2 separate regions of the Sus scrofa genome follow, and region 2 is linked to region 1. Evidence: chromatin contacts called from public HiChIP or PLAC-seq data. All regions are on one chromosome and are shown on one strand. The core of a region is the stretch at or near the end of the contact, and the rest is flanking DNA. Distances in the headings are between cores, read along the strand shown. Region 1 holds the start of FXYD5 (FXYD domain-containing ion transport regulator 5). Region 2 holds the start of SBSN (suprabasin).

Region 1 (4,135 bases), core at 444-2,943:
AATAAGAGCTGGCACATGGAGCTGCTCCGTGAATGCTTGTTGAATGACTGAATGAACACATGCAAACCATTTTATCAAAGAGAAATGGGGTAGCTTCAGTGGAGAGTTTGCTCTGGGTTCCAAGGTTGCAGCCCAGCCCCTCCACTCACTAGCCTCTGGCACAGAGCACTTCACTGAGCCTCAGTTTCCTCCTCTGTAAAATGGGCATGCCAAGAGCATCACAGAGTAGAGCTGAAGTGGAAACGAGCTCATGAACACAGCACCTTCCATGCAGAAAGCCCTCGCCAAGGCCCATCACAGGTATTGCTTTGAGAAAACACTTGTCAGGCAAGGCTGAGACATCTCCAGCTCCTGGACTGGCCCCAGCTCACCCCCTTTCCCTAATCGTACATCACCCCAGGATCCAGGGAGATGCTTTGCTGGGAACGTGGGGCTCCTGACTGCCAAGCAGAAAACCGATACGCATCTTCCTGCCAAACCAAACTCAGTGCGTTCTCCTTGGAGGTGAAATGGAAGATTCTCAGCAGGACAGGCCCCAGCCAGACACGCTGGAAGCAGCCACCTAGGTCCAAGGTATCTAAAGAGGGTGTAACGTTGGCCCCCTCATCAGGCCCCCATTTCCTGGTGCCGGCTCAGTAGGGGACAGAGGACACAGGACAGAGCATCCAAACCCACCATCCGCCCACCCAGCAGCACACGCACCCCAAGTGGGGCTGAGGACCCTGCAGCAGGCAGGGTGGAGACCAGGGCTGGGGCTTACCTGGGAGAATCAGGCCAGTGATGATGAGACACAGGCAATCAGAGGGCGACATCTATGGGGCAAGCCAGAGCTGGGGGTCAGCCATGATGTCAGTGGGGCGGCCCAGAGCCACCCAGGAGAATCTGCAGCCCCCTTCCTTACCCTGAGCAGGCACCTCTGGCTTCAAGGACACCTGCCGGGGCTGACCACTGGCTGTGGGGACAGACGGAAGCCAGGGGGAGGGTCTCAGAAGTGGGAGTCCCCAGCAGTCACTCTGTCTCTTCCTCTCCAGGTCCCCAAAGAAAACAAGAAGCATCCGACTAAACCAGGCTTCCAGGAGCAGCCACTGCACAGGGCCAGCCCTGAGGCAGAGAAGCACTGACCAGCTGGCCCCCGACGGACCCTGCAGGGCAAGGCGAGGGGTATCGGGCCCAGGAGTAGATCTGAGGGCCTGGGCCCTCCCGCTGGGGCTGTTCTCAGAGCAGAGTCGTCAGCAAGGAGGGGGAAAGAGGAAGAGTGAGTAATGTGCTCCTGATCTCAGAGGAAAAAGTGAGCTGGTGCGAGGGGCCTCGCAGCAGGGACAATAGAACAGGATGCTGGGCAGAGCTGGGAGGGCTGGAGGAGCGCTGGGGAGACTGAGGCAGGAGGGAAGGCAGCCGGCGGCACAGGGTGGGAGCGGCGCGCGGCGGGCGGGCGGGAGAGGTGAGCAGGGATGGGGGCGGAGAGGCCCGGGAAAGGTCAGCGTCCTCCCCACCTGAGCCCAGCCCCTGGGCCGAGGGGAGCGGGCGGAGGAGGATGGAAGGAGAGACTCACTTCAGAGCTGGGGGTCCCGAGCCAGCAGCCTCGTGCGGCGAGGGCAGCGGCGGTGGTGGCGGCGTCCAGGCGGAGGGTGTGGCCAGGGGAGCGCTGGCGGGCGGGGACCGAGACGGGCTCAGTCATTTCCTCTTGGGTTTCCTGGCTTCAGAGCCGGGGGTGGGAGCAGGAGGGGGGAGACGCTGAGGGGGATGGGGGGGCAGAGATGAGAAGCAGGGCCGAGGCCTGCACCCACCCTGCCTGGGGGCGGGTGGGGGCGGGGAGCGGGGCGCGCAGGTCTGGGCAGGGTGGGTGCACCCTGGGGTGGGGGTGGGGTCTGCTCTGGGGTCTGGGGAGGGGGAAGAGAAGGCAAGGGGCGCCTGGAGGGGGGCACTGAGGGAGGAGAAGGGACGCTTGAGGGGCTGTGAGGGAGGGGGGACTGGCGGACTGGGGAGGGGAAGGAGGGGGAAGTCTGGGGCGGCGGAGCGAGCTCCCCACGTTCAGTTTTGCCCCCTCCCCCATTCTGTCCCCACAGATGAGAACACACAGACAGAACAGGGGAAAAACCAAATGCACATTTATTAAGCTCAAGACATGGACACCGGGGATGCGGGAGGTGGGGCGGGGGGAACGGATCTTCTGAGAGGAGACAGGGAGGTGCCGGGAAGAGGGACACGGGGATTCTGGGGGGCTGAGGGTGGACTCCTGGACCCCAGGAGCTGGAGGCCTGGGTCCCTGGATCTGGGATGCAGACGGGCTCTTTGGGGGGTCGTCATTGCCAAGGCCTGGGGAGGTGCGGCGGCTCCAGCCTTGGAGTGGGTGGGGCGGCTCATTCAGGGAAGCGCTCCCGGGGCAAGGCTGGGGTCCCCACCGCCTCCACCCGGACCTCAGGCTCCCGCACTCAGGCAGGGACAGCAGCGGAGGTGCCCAGGGCTGGTTTTACACACCACCACCTCCAGGGGCTGGGAGGGGAGAGAGAGAAAGAGAGAGTGAGGGGGCCAGGAGGTGTCAGTCAGTGACAAGAGGGGTGGAGGTAGCCCCCTCCCCACTACCAGTGGACCCTTCACTCCCACCTTGGAAGCCAGACCTCCAGGACTGTCACCCCTGAGCAACTCCTGGGGAGGTGTCTTGCCTCTCTACACCCTGCTGTCTGGCTCCTACAGGGACTCCTCGGTGGCTTTTGTCCTGTCCCACAGGACACTGTCACGAGGGGAATACCCCTGTGATGAGGCTGGAGACCCTACCCTGGCCTAGCCTGGGCTTTTCCGGGGCATCCCCCTGCCAGAAAGGCAGTCTCCATTGCCCTCTATGCCCTTTCTAAGAGGCAGAGAGATTCCCATCCATCTCTGATTTTTAAAAAGTCCCTGGAAAGGACACAGTTCCACTAAAAACAGGTCAAGATATTTTTGCATAATTAAAATTAACACCCCCAAGGAGTCACAATCTTTCATCTACATGCTTATCCCCCCACATCCTACATCTCTCCCCATCGTCCTTTACACTTTCCCTCCCCTTGCACTCGCTCTCCCCTCCTCCACCATCCACCTCTACACCCTCCACCCCTCTACCCTCCACCCCTCCACCCTCCACCTGCCTCCACCCTCCACCCCCTCCACCCTCTACCCCTACACACCATCCCCTCTCGCTTTCCACCTCCCCTCTCCACCCCCTCTCACAACTCCTGCCCCCTCATCCTCTGTGGGGATGCTCATAGGCTCCCCTCTTGCACCCTTCACCTCTTTACACTCCCATCCTCTTCACCGTTTATCCTGTACTTTCCATCCTCACGGTCCTCATATTTTCTCCCATGTTCCCTCTTTTTCAATATCAGTTTATAAAATCTCTGTTCCATGCATCTCTCCTTCTGCTTTTTGATACAATTATTCACAAGCCCTTTTTTCCCCGCCTCCCTCCCTCCCTCCTCCTTCCTTCCTTCCTTCCTTCCTTCCTTCCTTCCTTCCTTCCTTCCTTCCTTTTTCTCAGTCTTTTCACCCCAGATCTTCCCAACTGAACAGGAAATTCTGGAAAACCTTCTCTCTTCTCCCTTCTCTAGGGCTCAACCCTGTCTTCATTCTGCCAAAGTCTTTTTCCCATGTGGGACCCCACTCTCAACAGGCTGTGGCTTTCTCCTCTGGGGAATTAGCTCCGCCTGGCTCATGTACTTGTTTCTGGACGGCTACAGGGACTCCTTAGGACATTTCACAACCCACTAACTCCGTGGTTGAACACGTCTGATCTGTAGGGTCTCAGCTCCTACTGAAATTCCCACAGTCCTCACCAGGGGCCCCCTTAGGGACGGGTCTGTGCGTGTGATGCAGCCCCTTCCCCTCGACGCGCCTCCGTGCCCCCACCCCCCTCCCCGAACCCCGCCCGCCCTTCCACACCCTCACCTGAGGAGGGAAGCTCCGACTTACAGGATTTGCATGTTGGGCTGTGGAAGAGAAGAGGAGAGAGAAAAGCATCAAGAGGCTCCCCAGCGCGGGCTTTATGGGACACTCTCGCTAGGGCAGCGCCCCTGGGCCCAGGCTGCCCCCACCCCTCGCCCTCTCTCCCGTCCCCCTGCTGCCAGACCTCTCGGACCCGGAGTCGGCCTTCCTGCACTTC
Region 2 (4,135 bases), core at 714-3,213, 280 kb before region 1:
GGCCAGGGATCGAACCCGCAACCTCATGATTCCTAGTCGGATTCGTTAACCACTGAGCCATGATGGGAACTCCCTTCATTGGTTTTCTTGCGGCTTGTCTCTGCCCACTAGAGTGCTTGTCTGCCTTTGTCACTTTCGTACCCCATTGACTGGAAGAATGTTTGGCACTTGAAATGTGCTTGCTCAATGACTAATTACCAGAATGAATGAATAAATGTCACCTCCTGAGGTTTCTTCCGAGCCCCAGTCTTAGAGAAACCCCCAAGTCTTATTCTTTCACAACACCCTGCTCTTTTCTCATGGCGTTTTATGTGGTTTGCCATGATTTAGGTACTGATTTATTTGTCTTTTGTCTCCCTGTTGGGCCGTTTGGCCCATTCTTTTCTGTTCTGTTCACTGGTCCCCCAGCTCCTAATGCTATGCCTGACATGAAGCAGGCTTTCAGTAAACATTAGGGAAAGCACAGATGGACCCGCGACTCCCTTCCCCCAAAGCCCTAGGGGTAAGGGGCTTACTTGCCCACCTGTGACTCATGGGCAGGCACCTTCACCTGCAGGGCCAGTTGACACACAGCTGTGACCAAGATTTAGGGGGTGTGAGGGTTTAGGCCAGGAAGGAGTCATCATCCCAGAGACAGGTGTGGAAACAAGAAGCGGCAGAATGACATAACCTCTTCCTTCCCCAAACCTCCACGGGAACTCAGTTTGCTGAGCACCTGCCATGGCACAGAGTAAGGGTGAGGCCCTCCTCCTTGGACAGCCCGGGAGAGGTGGAACTGAGAGTTAACTGAGGGTACAGCTGGGGAGATTCCAGTGAACCAAGACCAAAAAACAGAATGAAGGAGGGCAGATTTAACATCGTGCAGTCAAGGCGAGGGGAAAAGTGCACCAAGAAAATCAGGACTGAAAAGGGACGGATTTTGTACAACTTTACAGTTGTATCTGTGAAAAGCTAGATGCAGTTAAAAATTTCTTAGAAACTATAAGGGATCAAAACTGGCACCAAAAGAAATGGCAGGGAGTTCCTGCCATGGCTCAGTGGAAACGAACCTGACTAGTGTCCATGAGGATGCAGGTTCAATCCCTGGCCTTACCCAGTGGGCTAAGGATCCCGTGTTTCTGGGAACTGTGGTGTAGGTCACAGGTGGGGCTCAGACCCGTGTTGCTGTGGCTTGTGGTGTAAGCTGGCAGCTGTAGTTCTGATTCGACCCTTAGCTTGGGGACTTCCATATGCTGTGGGTGTGGCCGTTAAAAAAAAAAAAAAAAAAAGAAATGGCAAATCTGAGCAGGCCAATAACAAGAGAAGAAACTAGGAGTTAAGCTCTCTCCTCCCAAAGGTCGATTCAGATCCCGATGGGCAAGATCTGCTGAAGCATGGAGAACAAAAGTTTGCCATCCTACAGGACCTGCTACAGAGCCTGACCAGAGCTGGGCAGCCCCAGGGCGGCTCCTGTGCTGAGAGGCCCTGGGTAGGCACGAGCCCTGAGGCCCTGCGGTGTGGCAGGCACCCTGTGTGTGCGTTCATTGCTCACCTTCACAGTGGGGGTGCTCTGGGGGCACTGGGAGAGAGCTCAGCTGCTGAAACCACCACTCGCCCCAGGAGAGGAGGGTGAAGGGCAAAGGCCCAGGCTCATCTCCGCTTTGGAGAGGCCAGCGTCCTGAGTCAGGTAGTGGCAAATGGGAGTGAAGCACCGAGGAGAGGGGCCGAGGCTCGCAGAAGGGGTAGGAGGGGGCGGGGGGGGGGGAACCAAGAGAAATGGAGTCCGTTTCTGACGGAGAGACCCCAGCTCTCAAGCTTGGGGCAGATCAGGATTCTGAAGCTCACCACCCAGCCACCTCCTGGCACAGGAAACTCCATCCTTCAGGTGCTGCATGAGGGCAGAAGAGCTACACCTGAAGTGACCCAGGGATGTGGCCTTGTCCCTGCACTGTGAAACTGGGAAACAGATTTGGTGAGCCCCAGCTTGGTTCACACCCTGCTCACCCTTAGTCACCCTCTATAGGCAGAGCCTAGAGAAGGCAGAAAGGAGCTCCTGGGTCTGGGAGTCCCGGTTCTGGGTGGAGCCAAGTGCCCAGGAGCTGGGGTGGAACCCTGGGTCCTCCAAGGGGAGTGGGCCCTTGTCACCCTTGTTGAGCCAAGCCTGAAAACACGGGCAGAGAGCTTCTTGCCACACCTGGGCACTCACACACATAGCCCTGCCGCCCCCACTTGCTCACACCCTGCGCATTCCTTCCTGCCTGGCCTTCCCACCCGCAGTCCAGTCCCAGCTCCAGCCCCGCCCCCAGGCTCTCCCCTTGGCACCACAATGCAAACATCTTTCACCCCTGCACCCAGCTCTACTCACCCACCAGCCTGCATCCTTCTGGCCTCTGCTTCCCTCTGAACCGGTGCTAGAGGGTTACGCTGCGACAGACCTACCAGCCACCGCCCACCCCTTCCTTCGACGCCCCTGCTCACACCTAGCCAAACTCCCAGCACTTGGTAATATGTCCACACTTGGGGCTCCAGGTTGGGACTTAAGAGGCCTCAGGGGGAGGAGAGCAGGAAGGATGCGCTCCTGGCCCTCAGCCCAAGTTCTGGCTGACAGTCTCCTGCTGCCCCGGCTCTTCAGCCCCTCCCTTGGGCTGCCTCAACCGGCTTTTCAGGAGACACTGCGTCCTGTCCCAGCTCATGGCAATCAGCACCCTGCCCTTGCCCAAGGGCTGGGAGACAGGCCAGGAATGTGATCCTGGCTCCCAAACCTGCAGCCTTCTCCCAGGGACCTCCTGCTGCCCTGGGGATCCAGGCAACCATCCCCCCAGCACCCTCTGAGACTCAGGCTCAGGCCTGGACTCTCTTCCTCTGGCTTCTCACCTATCCATTTGTTCAACCTATGAATATTTACTGAACCCCAGGCGGTGTTCTAGAAGCTTGGGGATATAGCAGTGACCAATATAGACAAGGTCCTCTGGAAGCTTATGATCTGATAGGTGAGACAGACAATAAAGGAGGTAATTTCAGACCGTGGGAAGAGCTATAAAAACTAAAGGATGATAGTACGGAGTATAACCAGGAGCTGGCTAGGGAGGGTTTTTTGGGCAAGGGGACACTTGAGCCAAGAAGAGAATGAGGAAGAACCCACCTAGTGAAAACATGCGTTCTACATTCCAGGCCTCAAAAATAACCTGTGCAACAGCCGTGAGGCAGGAATGGAGCAGGCAGAAGACCTGCGCGGCTGGAGCACAGTAAGCAGTGGGGCTGGGGGTCAGCATAATCAGAGAGAACAAGGTCAACTCCCCAAGTGCGTCTCCCATCTTCCCAGACTCCACCCCTGGGGCAGCTGGATCCTGAGGTCCCCCGAGAGGAACAAAGTTACTGAAGAGCCAGGCCTGGCTCCCAGGGATGGAGGGTGGGGAGAGAGGAGGCCTGGAGAGTTGGGTGAGGAATGAAAAGAGGAGGTGGTTGGAAGGGCAGACATCTGGGCTCAGGTGGAGGGCCCAAGGTGGGCAAGGAGCACAGATGCCATGTGAGTCTTCTCCATTCATGACTCACCCTCTGTCCTCCTCCTCTTTATTGCTCAACCCCAAATCTCCCTGGGAAGTACCTCCCTGACTGGGGACCAAGTCAGTGCCTCACAGGGTAATTGAGTCATTAGGGGTGGAGAAGAAGAAGGAGACGGAGGATAAATAGCAGCTTTGCCTCCCTGGCTCCTCTCTGCATCCTCCCCACTTTCCCAACGACATGCGTCTTGCCAGTTTGGTCAGCTCCTGCTCCCTCCTGCTGCTACTGGGGACTCTCCCTGGATGGGCAGCCAATGATGACCCCATCGAAAAGGTCATTGAAGGGATCAACCGAGGGCTGAGCAATGCAGAGAGAGAGATGGGCAAGGCCTTGGAAGGCATCAATAATGGAATCACTCAAGCTGGAAGGGAAGTAGAGAAAGTTTTTCATGGACTCAACAACATGGGGAACCAGGCCGGCAAGGAGCTGGACAAGGGCATCCAGGGGCTCAACCATGGCATGGACAAGGTAGCCCACGACATCAACCATGGCATCGGACAAGCAGGAAAGGAAGCAGAGAAGTTTGTCCATGGGGCCAACTACGCTGCCGGACAGGTTGGGAAGGAGGCAGACAAAGTGATTCAGGGGGCCCACC

The links. HiChIP or PLAC-seq counts read pairs in DNA pulled down with a chosen protein or histone mark.
Region 2: an H3K27ac HiChIP or PLAC-seq map of alveolar macrophages shows a contact between it and region 1. The contact joins the promoter of SBSN here to the promoter of FXYD5 in region 1. A contact is called at or near these places in 1 of 5 promoter capture datasets (fetal liver) and 1 of 2 datasets of contacts at active chromatin or transcription factors (alveolar macrophages).

Annotation. Positions count from the first base shown.
Region 1 is chr6:44,679,803-44,683,937 of Sscrofa11.1, reverse strand. FXYD5 (FXYD domain-containing ion transport regulator 5) reads right to left here and starts at 1,693. Exons shown (of 9, transcript XM_021097213.1): 1 at 1,553-1,693; 2 at 761-812. The coding sequence starts at 1,678. FXYD7 (FXYD domain-containing ion transport regulator 7) reads right to left here. Exons shown (of 12, transcript XM_021097203.1): 10 at 4,103-4,135; 11 at 3,922-3,962; 12 at 2,092-2,493. The coding sequence ends at 2,471.
Region 2 is chr6:44,964,420-44,968,554 of Sscrofa11.1, reverse strand. SBSN (suprabasin) reads left to right here and starts at 1,963. Exons shown (of 4, transcript XM_021097160.1): 1 at 1,963-4,135. The coding sequence starts at 3,721.